3 separate regions of the Macaca mulatta genome follow, and regions 1 and 3 are each linked to region 2. The links are chromatin contacts, called in public Hi-C maps. All regions are on one chromosome and are shown on one strand. The core of a region is the stretch at or near the end of the contact, and the rest is flanking DNA. Distances in the headings are between cores, read along the strand shown. Region 1 holds the start of ATG2A (autophagy related 2A). Region 2 holds the start of SNX15 (sorting nexin 15). Region 3 holds the start of ZNHIT2 (zinc finger HIT-type containing 2).

What was found. A called contact is a pair of places that touch in the nucleus more often than the background predicts.
Region 1: a contact with region 2 is called in a Hi-C map of fetal cortex germinal zone, with 2.0 times the contacts expected there. The contact joins the promoter of ATG2A here to the promoter of SNX15 in region 2. A contact is called at or near these places in 6 of 14 Hi-C or Micro-C datasets (CD4 T cells, cortical neurons, fetal cortex germinal zone and 3 more).
Region 3: a Hi-C map of CD4 T cells shows a contact between it and region 2, with 2.3 times the contacts expected there. The contact joins the promoter of ZNHIT2 here to the promoter of SNX15 in region 2. A contact is called at or near these places in 2 of 14 Hi-C or Micro-C datasets (CD4 T cells and liver).

The regions. Positions count from the first base shown.
Region 1 is chr14:9,473,642-9,477,967 of T2T-MMU8v2.0, reverse strand. ATG2A (autophagy related 2A) reads right to left here and starts at 2,840. Exons shown (of 41, transcript XR_013403549.1): 1 at 2,596-2,840; 2 at 1-149.
Region 2 is chr14:9,355,660-9,359,985 of T2T-MMU8v2.0, reverse strand. SNX15 (sorting nexin 15) reads left to right here and starts at 2,228. Exons shown (of 7, transcript XM_077962414.1): 1 at 2,228-2,418. The coding sequence starts at 2,320.
Region 3 is chr14:9,259,789-9,263,959 of T2T-MMU8v2.0, reverse strand. ZNHIT2 (zinc finger HIT-type containing 2) reads right to left here and starts at 2,210. Exons shown (of 1, transcript XM_001114311.5): 1 at 957-2,210. The coding sequence starts at 2,210. The coding sequence ends at 996. TM7SF2 (transmembrane 7 superfamily member 2) reads left to right here. Exons shown (of 11, transcript XM_015113808.3): 10 at 29-151; 11 at 446-783. The coding sequence ends at 606.

The DNA of each region.
Region 1 (4,326 bases), core at 1,591-4,090, 120 kb before region 2:
GGCTGCAAGGTGAGCTGGAGGCCGGACACGCGCACTGTGCAGTGGTCGGTGAGCAGAGCAGCCCAAGGCACGGCCACCTCGATGGAGCCCACGAAGCCTTCCACCAGCTCCAGCGGTGACTCCATCGACTCCAGCACCTCGTTCACAGACTGGGAGCAAGCAAGGGACAAAACCAGCTCAGGGAAACCCCAAATCCCACAGCTGGCACAGGCTTACCTGGCCATGGTGCCTTGGAGAGCACCCTTGGCTTGCCCCGTCCCTCCACGTGTTATCTACAAGGTCCTACCTATGCTCATGCTGTCCCCTGCTACAGGCCAGCCCCCCCACCCTATCACCCAAAGATGCCTAATCCCTCAAGCCAGAGCAAATGTTTCCCTCACCACTTAATTCAAGATAATATTTACTGAGTACTTTCTACATGCTGACATTGAGACTAGATGGGTAAATAAAATGTCTTCATTCCCCAGCCAAGCTAGGCTCCAGCCAGGGACTCAGAGCAACTAGGATGAAACTGAGAGGTGAGCAGGTGCTGGGGGTTGGTGAGGGGGCCATGGGGAAGACGCCTAACCCAGCCTGGTCTGTCAGAGGAGGGGCAAGCTGAAGAATAAAGGGAGGGGGGTAGGCGCTGGTAGAAGGTGGTGTGTTGCAGGCACAGGACAACATGGGTACATGTCTGGCAGAGTCTGGAAAACCCATGTTCACCCTGGGTGAGGAGAGTTCAAAGGGACAGTGTCCAGGAGAGAGGGGTTGACCTGATGCCAGATGGGACCCCCCCTCAACCCCAAACACCTAGTGTAGCTGTACCTCTCTGTGAGGCACAAGGCTGAGCCCCTGGCTAAAATGTCCATGCTGGAGTTGTACCCCTGCCAACCTGGAAGCTCCTTGAAGGCTGTACCCCACCTGCTTCCCCCGTGACCCCAGGTGCCACCCAGAAAGGGCCTCAGTAAACTGGTCGGATCCAAGAATAAAAAAGCACATGGCAGAGCAGATGGAGTCCAAATTCCTCACCCAGAGACCCACAGCTCGGGAAACTGAGGCCTAGAGACAGGACTAATCTAGTCACCCAGTAAACAACAGGGACTGAGACTGGGATCCGGGCCTCTCTCTCTTCAGGCCACTTCAGAGGTCCTAGGCACTCAGCTTCTTTGGGGGCCTTCAAGGTGGGGTCTGCAGGCTGAGCTGGGAGGAGAGGCTGGTTATCAAGAAAGCACATGCATTCCACCAGGGCCCTAGAGAAGCCAATTCGACCCCCAGCAAGAGGGCAGGGAACACGAGTAGGGGCGTTTTCTGGAGCTGAAAGTAAAAAGGGGAAGCCTAGGGCTGGGTATGGTGGTTCACGCCTGTAATCTCAGCACTTTGGGAGGCTGAGGTGGGAGGATCGCTTCAGGAGTTCAAGACTAGCCTGGGCAACATAGCGAAATCCTGTCTCTATAAAAATAAAATAAAAAAGGGGCAGCCTAGAAGTCTGGGCCGTCTTTCAGGCCAGCCTTAGAGGCTAAGGTTACAGGTCAGAGAGGGCTTCCTACACCATAATTCACAGACAGCAGGCCACTGGGAGGTGCCCCCAGTTCAGGGCCGAGGGTTATCCTACCCCACATTTGCTCACCAGGGCCTGGCCTACCCCCAAAGCCTAGCTCTTCCATCCAGATTAGCAGACCCCTGAGTCCAGCCACAAAACTGAGAAGTCCCTGCCTCCATGCCCACCCCTGCTGCTCTGGACCTGGTGGATTGACCAGGACGTGCCTCTAATTGGTGGCTCCTTCAAAGCTCCCCAGGTCAGCTGAGCTGTGAGTCAGGGCTCCTTACCATTCCCAGCCTCAAGTCTCTGACCCAGACCTCACACCTCTTGGCCTCCCTGGCATCTCCCTTGGCCTCCTCCAGGCTTGAAGCCAGATCTCCCGACCTTTCCTCGAGGGCCCCCCTCGAGGCAGGGACACTGACCCCGGTGGGTGGGTGGGAGATGTGGGTGGGGGCCATCCAGTCCCTCCCTAGACACCCACTTAGCCCATCCCACTCTCCCAAAAACAGGAAGTAGGCAGCGACCCAGGCACACAAGGTGTTGATCAACACTGGTGCTGACGCGGTTGTTGACATACACATCCAGTGGTTTGTTGATCCCACCTACGGGCCCAGGACCGTGGGGTCAAGAGGTCAGGGCACATGATCCACAGGTGTCCTCGCCAGGGCTCCGGACTCCTACCAGCTTCCCCGACCAGCTGCACAGGCCCAAGTCTGTCACTGCCCTGGCCCAGCTCGGTTCCTATGCTACCTCCCCAGCCCCTCCTCGGCCACCCTCCTTAACTCAGCCCCCAAACTCGACGAGTTTGTCTTGCATTCTCCAGACAGGTGATCTTGCCCTCTCCAGCCTCAGTTTCTCCTCCTGTGGAGATGGAAACCCCTTCCCGCTCAGTTTCTGGCTCTGGTAAGGAACTGAAGCAGCCAGCCGGGGTGCCTCTGACGCCTGGAGAGGGCAAGATTCCCCTGGCCTCTCTACGCCCGGTGCCTGATCCCCCCGGCCCGATCTTTCCGCAGGGAGCCTCAGGTCGCTGCGCTCCCGCCCTCCGCACCTTCCTGGCCTCGGGCCTGGCTTCTCACCCAGATTTCCAGGTGGATGTCTCGCAGGGCAACGCTGCCCTTGTACAGATCGAGGCTGAGCTGGTCCAGGCTGAGGTGCTCTTGGAAGAAGTGACCTAAGTAGTGGTGCAGCAAGTAGCGGCAGACCCGCTCTTTCACACAGTTTGACCATGGCCACAGCCATCGTGACATCTCGGAGACCGCCGGGGCCGGGCCGCCTCCGCTTGCCGCCCGCCGGCGATCCCCGTCCGGCTCTGCTGTTCACTAGAGCCCCCGGCTCGCCCCGCCGCTTCTCTAGGCGCCAGGCCGCGCCCCCGGACGCCCAGCCACGCCCCTACGCTCACTGTCATTGGCTATTGCAAAGGGTGAGGCCTACTGATTGGCTGCGCGGGGCGGAGCCTTCGGGCGCGAAAAAGGGACTGGGCTCTCTGCATGATATAATGCCCTCAATCATGATTTACGCTTGCGTAAAGTACTGTGTGGGCGGACCTTTAACCTTCCTTCTACAGGCTCTGGGAAGGCTGTTGCTCCAGGTGCCGGCCCCGCAAAGGAATGCGCATGTGCTGATTCGTCCAACCACTTTAAGTGGTTGGGGAGGATTTAAAGGTACAGTGTCCCAGCAAACTTCGCAGAAGCCTTCCCCAGAGGAATAAACTCAGTGCGCGATCTTAAGCGCGCATCTGTGGAAACAATTAAGTGGGTAAACATTTGCATTTTGCAAAATCCTTTACCACCCTTTATCTCATTGAGCCCTCTTAACAATCGTTCAAGGTAGGGATTATTGCCACCGCTTTACAGGTAAGAAAAGAGATTTAGACACAAGAGAGACCCTGCCTCAAAAACAAACAAAAATAAAGGTTCTGAGTCCATCACCAAGGAAGGTCTTTTTTTCCCTCCTCACCCCGGAATGCTCAGCGGGAGATTAACTGACCCTCCCTTCTCTCTGCCGTGAATCAGGCCTTAGGCACCTCTCTGGAATAATAATAGCTTTTCATATCTCTAGTCCTAAAATCAAAGAATGGATTCTGCCTCCTTTAAGCAGGGGGGCATTGTTTTTGTACAGCTTGTGAGCTAAGTATGGTTTTTATGTTTTTTAAAAGGTTAGGGAAAAAATCAAAAGAAGAATGAACATTTCATGGCATATGAAAATCATATGGAATTCACATTCCAGTGTTTATAAATAATGTTTTGGTGTCACACAGCCATGCTCATTTGCGCAAGTTCTGTCCAGGGTTGCTTTCTTGCTACAAGAGCAGAATTCAGTACTTGAGACAGAGGCCTGCAAAGCCTAAAATATTTGTTTTCTGGCCCTTCACAGAAAAAGTTTGCCAACCATTGCTCTGTAGGGGGCGGCCACACAAAACCTCTTACATCATGGGCAACTTCAGGAACAGCCATAGATAATTATGTTTCTTTTCTTTTCTTTTTGAGACGGAGTCTTGCTCTGTCACCCAGGCTGGAGTTCAGTGGCACAATCTTGGCTCACTGCAACCTCTGCCTCCTGGGTTCAAATTATTCTCCTGCCTCGGCCTCCCGGAGTAGCTGGGATTACAGGTGTGAGCCACCACACCCGGCTAATTACCGTGTTGGTCAGGCTGGTCTCGAACTCCTGACCTTAGGTGATCAGCCCGCCTTGGCCTCCCAAAGTGTTGGGATTACAGGCATGAGCCACCGCGCCCAGCCTATGTTTCTATTTTATTTTCATTTATTTATGTATTTATTTTGAGACGGAGTCTTGCTCTGTTGCCCAGG
Region 2 (4,326 bases), core at 979-3,478:
CTTGGCCTCCCAAAGTGCTGGGATTACAGGCATGAGCCCCAAGCCATGCTTTGCTTCTTTCTGAAGACCAAGGCACCGCACCTGTACACCTGAGTTCCAGGAACAAGAGTAGCTATTCACAATGCTTCCTTTGCACTAAATACTATGTATTATATTTAAGCTTCCCAGCTTCATGCTGCATTTCAACAGATTTTTGCTTCAATTCTAACACTTACTGGAGCAAAGGTCTCAAAACCCATGCCGGGTCTGGGAACACCAGTCTCCACATGGCCCACAGTGACAGTATCAATAACACCAATATTGCGGACATCTGGAAGGGCAGAACCAAGAGCTTGTGAGTTGGTAGGATGCGATCTAGAGCTTCTGAGCAGCGTGGTTCCACAGCATTGCCATCTTTACAGGTGACTTCCCATCCCTTGAGCCAAGGCATGTGAGCTCTTGGCTCCCGCCTGTTGTCACCACTCCAACCAGATATTGGCACAAATACTACTATGTCAGGGTTGTAGCCAATTTCTTAATGTAGGTGCTGATTTCCTTAATGATTTATCCCATCGCTCCTCTTCTTCTTTTTTTTTTTTTTTTTTTTTTTTAGATGGAGTCTCACTCTGTTGCCCAGGCTGGAGTGCAGTGGCACGATCTCAGCTCACTGCAACCTCTGCCTCCCGGTTTCAAGCAATTCTCTGCCTCAGCCTCCTAAGAAGCTGGGATTACAGGTGCCCGCCACCAGGCCCAGCTAATGTTTGTATTTTTAGTGGAGATGGGGTTTCACCATCTTGGTCAGGCTGGTCTTGAGCTCCTGACTTCGTGATCCACCCACCTCAGCCTCCCAAAGTGCTGGGATTACAGGTGTGAGCCACCACGCCCGGCCCCCATCTCTCCTCTTTAGAATGGCCCATGGGGATCCATTTTGTTAACACCAACAATTAGTTTCACACCCAGCGTGTAAGCCAGAAGGGTGTGTTCACGTGTCTGCCCATTCTTGGAAATACCAGCTTCAAATTCACCAACACTAGCAGCAACAATCAGGGCAGCACAGTTAGCCTGAGATGTGCCTGTAATCAGGTTTTTGGTAAAGTCTCTGCATCCTGGGCCATTGATGATGGTCACATAAGACCAGTACTGACTGGTCTTAATTGCCAGCAGGGAGGTAGCAGTGGTGATAGCACTCTCACGTTCAACTTTTAGCTTACCCAAGACCCAGGTATGCTTGAAGGAGCCCTTTCCCATCTCAGCAGCCTCCTCAAAATTTTCGATGGTTCTTTTGTGGATCCCATCACACTTGTAAATCAGATAGCCAGTAGTGGTGGACTTGCCCAAATCAGATGACAATGTTGAGCTGAGTCTTTTCCTTCCCCTGCACCCTTTCTTTTGAGATGGAGTCTCACTCTGTTGCCCAGGCTGGAGTGCAGTGGTGCGATTGCAGATCACCGCAGCCTCAACCTCCTGAGCTAAAGCCATCGGCCAGTTCCACCTCTGGAGTAGCTGGAATTACAGGTGTGCGCCACCACGCCCAGCTAATTTTTGTATTTTTAGTAGAAATGGGGTTTCACCATGTTGGACAGGCAGGTCTTGAACTCCTGACCTCAAGTGATCCACCTGCCTCCACCGCCCAAAATGCTGGGATTACAGGTGTGAGCCACGGCACCAAACCCCCATTTTGGCTTTGATTTAATGGTGATTTTCACGACACCTGTGTTCTGGCAGCAAGTCCATTGCAAGAAAGCTCCACTGACCTACATAGATTCTATTACAAACATCTCCATTCTACAGATGAGAAACTGAGGCTGAGTAGTTATGGGAAACTCCTACAGCTAGTAAGAGTAGTGACTCAGAGCCCATGACACCATCCTGCTTCTCCAGCGTTCTTTGCTTCCCTACTTTCCAGAAAACATGAATTAGGGAATCCTGACAGGGAAATAATTTGACGTTGTCCTGCACATAATGGGCACAATAGGAGTTGGGTGGATGAATGAAAGCAGGGATTTGGGAAGCAGGGGAGAGGTCCTTTGGAGGACTGTGACAAGGGTTTACGCTTGGATAGGGTGGGCTTGATCACCCGGCAGAAATGAGACGAGTGATCACAACCTCCCCCACCAATCTTTCCAATGACTTGGGTTTACGCTTCACCACAGAGAAGGAACTTTTCAGACGCTCCCTTGGCCGCGCACCCGGGATCGGAACAGCGCTGTCACTTGCGATAAAATCCCTGGGCCGGAGGAAGAAGGGCGCAGGCCCAGGCGAGGCGGCGGCGGTCGGAGGCCGGGCCGGAGGGGTGGGGACAGGGAGGAAGCGGAGTCCGCTCCGCTCCAGCTCGGTTTCATGTCCCGCCAGGCGAAGGATGACTTCCTGCGGCACTACACAGTGTCGGACCCCAGGACGCACCCCAAGGGCTACACCGAGTACAAAGTAACCGCGCAGGTGAGGTGGGGCCCAGCGCGTACTTTACCCTTTTAACTAGAGGGGCGCCGAGTTTTACCTTAAGGAAAGGCGCTGCAGCCACCACTCCCTTTTTAGACGACAGAAATGGGTTTCCCCTTTAAGCGGCGGTTGCAGTACAAGGGTTCGTTTACTTCTTTAACCATCAGCGGGGCGGGGCCCTGAGGGGGCGCTGTCTTTTTTTAAAAGGGCGTGGATGGCCGTTCCCGGACAAGCAAGGCGTGTATGCCCACGCCCGGCGTGTAGTGTCTGGGCATCAGACTGTGAATTTCTGTAAACTAACATGAAAACTCTGGTTTAACCCAATTATTAGTACTCCAGTCTCGTAGAGTAAGTTTTGTTTATTGGTTTGTTTGATCTTACATAAAATCCCTTTAACGAATTTAACCGTATTTAATTTTTCAGAAAATAATACTGGTCAATGGTTAAAAAAAATTCATGCAGTTCGGAAGGACTTAAGGAGTAAGTCGCCATATCAAGGTCACAGCAGGAAGAGAGAAAGGCTAGAGTTGATATATGAAGCGATAGCAACATCATAAGCACAATTTATAGAGAGACATGGAGGAAACCATGAAAATAATTAAAAATAGTAAAACAGGACACCTGTAGAATGATATACAAGAACGGGTAACAAGAAGGTCCCCAGGGAGAAGAACTGTGTCACTGGGGACAGAAGTTGGGGAAGACTTTTTACTGTAAGTTTTTTGTACTTTTAGAATTTTCAACTAGGCGACTATTAAGCTGGTGCATTAGTTAACTATAAAAGCAAAGCAGGCACGTAAGGACACTTATAAAGTGTCTAAGTGCAGAATCTTAGCTATTTAAAATATGCTTTCCCCAAATCGTTTGTCTTTTCCATGCCTAAAAATAAATGCAAATAAGGCCGGGCTCAGTGGCTCATGCGTGTAAATCCCAGCACTTTGGGAGGCTGAGGGAGCAGATTGCTTGAGTTTAGGAGTTCAAGATGAGCCTGGGCAACACAGTGAGACCCCAGCTCAATATTAAAATGCACACACACACATACACACACACCCCTTTTAAAAAATGCAAATAAAAACGTTGTCCCTGGGAAGATAGACTGGAGGTGGGGTTGGGGTAGGAAGGATGTGGCAAGGAACTGTAACCTTTTATTATAAGTCTTCCCAGTGGCTTTTTTGTGTTGTTGTTTATTTGTTTATTTTTTTGAGATGGAGTCTGCACTGTCGCCCAGGCTGGAGTGCAGTGGCGCGATCTCGGCTCACTGCAAGCTCCGCCTCCCGGGTTCACACCATTCTCCTGCCTCAGTCTCCCCAGTAGCTGGGACTACAGGCGCCTGCCACCGTGCCCAGCTAATATTTGTATTTTCTGGTAGAGATGGGGTTTCACCTTGTTAGCCAGGCTAGTTTGGAACTCCTGACCTCAAGTAATCCACCGGCCTCACCCTTCCAAAGTGCTGGGATTACAGGTGTGAGCCACCACACCTGGCCTCCCATTGGCTTTTTAAACCAAGCAACATGCATTATTTTGATATATTTTTATACATATTATATATACAATGTATTATATATAATAAATATATAAAATATAAAGCACATTCTCTCACTCTCCCTCTGTCTCTCTCTCTCTCTCTATATATATATGTGTGTGTGTATATATATATATTTTTTTTTTTTTTTTTTTTTTTTTAAGACGGAGTCTCACGCTGTTCCCAGGCTGGAGTGCAGTGGCGCGATCTCGGCTCACTGCAAGCTCCGCCTCCCGGATTCCCGCCATTCTCCTGCCTCAGCCTCCTGAGTAGCTGGGACTACAGGCGCCCGCCACCGCGCCCGGCTAATTTTTTGTATTTTTAGTAGAGACGGGGTTTCACTGTGGTCTCGATCTCCTGACCTTGTGATCCGCCCGCCTCGGCCT
Region 3 (4,171 bases), core at 961-3,460, 96 kb after region 2:
GAACTCCCCACCTGCTATCTTTCTCCAGGGCTTGAGACCATCTCTACAGCCACAGGGCGGAAACTGCTGGTGTCTGGGTGGTGGGGTATGGTCCGCCATCCCAACTACCTTGGAGACCTCATCATGGCTCTGGCTTGGTCCTTGCCCTGTGGTGAGTGGCCCATGTGGATAGGGGCAGGAACATATGAGGGGAAGGGGTGGCTCAGCGACCACAGGATGCCTACTTTGGGTATGCACCAGTGAGAGTAGTCAGAGAGCTGGGATGGACCCAGTGTGTGGCTGGGGCACACCTCTGTGCCAACCTAGTACGGTATGCCTAGATGCAGACCCTGGAGCTTTTGCTGCTGAGCCCTGATGCCCACATGAGCCATTAGGTGTGGAAATGTTTGCGAACTGGGGGGTGGAGGGGGCTGGCAGGGTGGTCACAGAGCCTCCTTCTCTACAGGGGTGTCACACCTGCTGCCCTACTTCTACCTCCTCTACTTCACCGCGCTGCTGGTGCACCGTGAGGCCCGGGATGAGCGGCAGTGCCTGCAGAAGTATGGCCTGGCATGGCAGGAGTACTGCCGGCGTGTGCCTTACCGCATCGTGCCCTACATCTACTGAAGCGGCTCCACCACCCCAGGTGGGGGCATATGCCCACTCATCCACCAGCACACCCAAGACCAGGAGCCTGGACACACTTGGGACTCAAGGGCTTGTACCCCACCCAGCCCTGAGGATGAACAGCCTCAGAGAAGAGGTGGTTTAGAGCAAGGAAAAAAATGAAACCAGTGACCAAAATCGGAGATGCTCTTCCTCCTTTGGATAAACATTGGGAACCATTGGTGCACTTCTCTCCCCTAGGACTGGCTGGGTCAGCACTGATCAGGGAGAAGCTGAGCAGTGGCTTGTGGGCCCAGGACTCTGGGGGCCTGGTAGGACAATAGCTATCCTTCAGAAACAGGCAACAGGGCTGACCACTCACAGCTTTATTAATGACCAGGGTCCCCAGTTCAGCCAGGGAGCTCCTCAATGAGAGTCCTTGGGGCAGGTGGCACGGGGCCTCCCCAAAGCCGCTCCAGCTCCCCAGTGAGGGCGGCCACCTCCTCGGCTGCCACAGCATGGGCTTGGTGAGCCCTGGCGCAATCTAGAGCCAGGGGTGTGAGGGCCGCCTCATTTTCATTGGTCCAGGCCAGGAGGAATTGGCACTTTTTCCGGGCCCGGTAAAGATGATCTCGCTCTTCTCTAAGCACAGCCTGTTTCCGGGCACGGCCCAGGGTCTTTGCCAGGTCTCCCAGTGCTGCCAGCGTGTAGCCTTTCTGGTTGGTCGGGCCCTCACCCAGCAGGATGCGAGCGACCTCGTGCATAGCCCCTCGTGTGCCCAGGGGCCCAGGCGGGTGTTCGCCTGCTTCCAGCACGTGGGCTGCGGCCTGCAGGGCTTCTTCCGCAGAGGCGAAGACTTGCTGGGCACCCAGGGCTCCGGAAACGCCGAGCAGTGTAGCACAGAAGTCAGAGAGCAGTGCGTCGTCACCGCCGTGATACAGGGCGAGAGTATGCGCGTAGGCGAACAGCACATTGGGCAGCTGGAAGCGCACGAGCGGCGAGACTGGGCCGCGGCTCAGGCTGACCAGCGTGGGGATGCGGGTGGGTATGGCGGGCGTGCAGGCCCCCGGGACATCTCCAAGAACCAGCTCGGCAGCCGCGAGCTCCGCGGCGAAGGCATCGTTCATAGATTCCGGCGGGGTCCTCGCAAGGGCGGGCTCCAGCCCCGCGGCATCACTGCCCGGGACATCATCCAGCTCCTCCAGAAGCCGCCACGGTCCGGCTCCGCGCTTCCACCACCACGGCCGCCATGGAGGAAGCAGCCGCCCGGCCTCACCACGGCTCAGCAGCCGCTCGAAGGCAGTTTTTTCGGCCGGCGCCAGCCGCTCCCACAGTCCCGAGAGGCCGCCGGGCGCCGGGCCGGGGCTAAGGCCTGTTTCCCCAGGCTCGTCCTCGGTATCGCGTTGCTGACGCAGCCGGCGTAGGGCGCTTGCCAGGCGGCTGGGCGAGGCGCTGCGGCCGCGGAGCTCTCCCAGCACCTGGTCACGGTAGAAGTTTTCTGCGCAGGTGCCATGCGTCCGGTAGCAGCGCAGCGAGCAATAGGGCGCATTACAGCGAGGGCAGGTGTAACGCGCGGGCTGGGCCTCCCCCGCCGGGCAGAAACCACAAGGCCCGACCGGCTCCATAGCAACCGGCACCGCGATCTACCTGCGAACGCACGCCGGCGATAGTTCCAAACTTCCGGGGCTTATTCAATTACTTCCGGCTCACCGCGGGGTCGACGACGGTCTGTCGTTTCGCAAAGCTCCCGAGGATTCTGAGCAATTTCCGCCCACGCCGGAAAGCCGAGCCCCACCCCTTTCCCTAGTAGGGTGAGAGCAGGCCCAGACGCCGGGCGTCAGGTACGAGCCCCGCCCTGTGCGATGACGCAAGGAGCGGAAAAATGGGTCTGGCGAGCGCTCCGCCGGTGCCACCTCTCCCCCTAGCGGTCACACCAAAACGTGGCCCGATCATCTAAAGAGAAAACCCTCTCTCTTTAGCTCTATAATGCGCTGTGGCAGAAATCCACTTTACTAAACACCTACCCTGGGCCACTAATTGTGCCAAGCCTCAGAAAGGCGATGCATCCCTGCGCTGTACACAGACAAATAAAATGCACTAGAGGACACAGACGAATAAAAGGGCAGTTGGGATCGGATGCGGTGGCTCTCACGCCGATAATCCCAGCACTTTGGGAGGCCAAGGCGGGCAGATGACCTGAGGTCAGAAGTTTGACCACGGCCTGACCAACATGGAGAAACCCCATCTCTACTAATACAAAATTAGCCGGGCGTGAGGGACGGGTGCCTGTAGTCCCAGCTACTCCGGAGGCTGAGGCAGGAGAATCATTTGAACCCAGGAGGTGGAGGTTGCAGTGAGCTGAGATCGCGCCACCGCCCTCCAGCCTGGGAGCCTGGGCCACAGAGAGGAACTCCACCTCAAAAAAACAAAAAGCAGTATTTAAGAAATATTTGAGGCCGGGCGCGGTGGCTCAAGCCTGTAATCCCAGCACTTTGGGAGCCTGAGATGGGCGGATCATGAGGTCAGGAGATCGAGACCATCCTGGCTAATACGGTGAAACCCCGTCTCTACTAAAAAATACAAAAAACTAGCCGGGCGAAGTGGCGGGTGCCTGTAGTCCCAGCTACTTGGGAGGCTGAGGCAGGAGAATGGCGTGAACCCGAGAGGAGGAGCTTGCAGTGAGCTGAGATCCGGCCACTGCACTCCAGCCTGGGTGACAGAGCGAGACTCCGTCTCAAAAAAAAAAAAAAAAAAAAAAAGAAATATTTGAGCTCCTATTTTTCCTCCAAAACTGACTCTTCATTAAGTATCTTATTAAATACCACTATTCATCCATCTCATTAAGTGCAGGCCCCATTCTAGGTGCCAAGAACACAATGCACATCAAAGGGAGTTGGGGGTCCCTGTTCTAACAGAGCTCAGTCTTATGGTGGAGTGGAGGTGTGATGAACCAAACTGTGAGTGTTCTTTGCATCCCTACTACTACTACTGGTGGTCTAAGCTTCCTGACCCCTCACGTGGATGACAACACATTGTGTTTTTCCTTTCTTGCCAGCCCTCCAGAAAAACCTGCCAGATAAATTAGATCACAAGTCAGATCAGATCCTTCTCTTACTCAAAACCCTTCTGCGACCCTCCATTGCATTTGGACTCAAACCTAAACTTCTCTCCATGGCTGACAAGGCCTTGCAGGATCTGCTCCCACCCCTAGACATCACCTCTTCCCCATCTTCATACAGTCCTCTTGGCTTAAAATATTCCCCTACCTGATCACTTGATTTATTCATCTCAGGTCTCACACATGTCATTTAAACACGACCTCTCAGTTGGGCACAGTGGCTGACACCTGTACTCTCAGTACTTTGGGAGGCCAAGGTGGGCGGATCACTTGAGCCCAGTTCAAGACCAGCCTGGGCAACACAGCAACAAAACCCCGTCTCTGCAAGAAGTACAAAAACTTAGCCAGGAGTGGTGGTGCATGCCTGCAGTCCTCAGCTACTTGGGAGGCTGAGTAGGATCACCTGGGCCCAGGACTTGGAGGCTGCAGTGAGCCATGACTATGCGACTGCACTCCAGCCTGGATGAG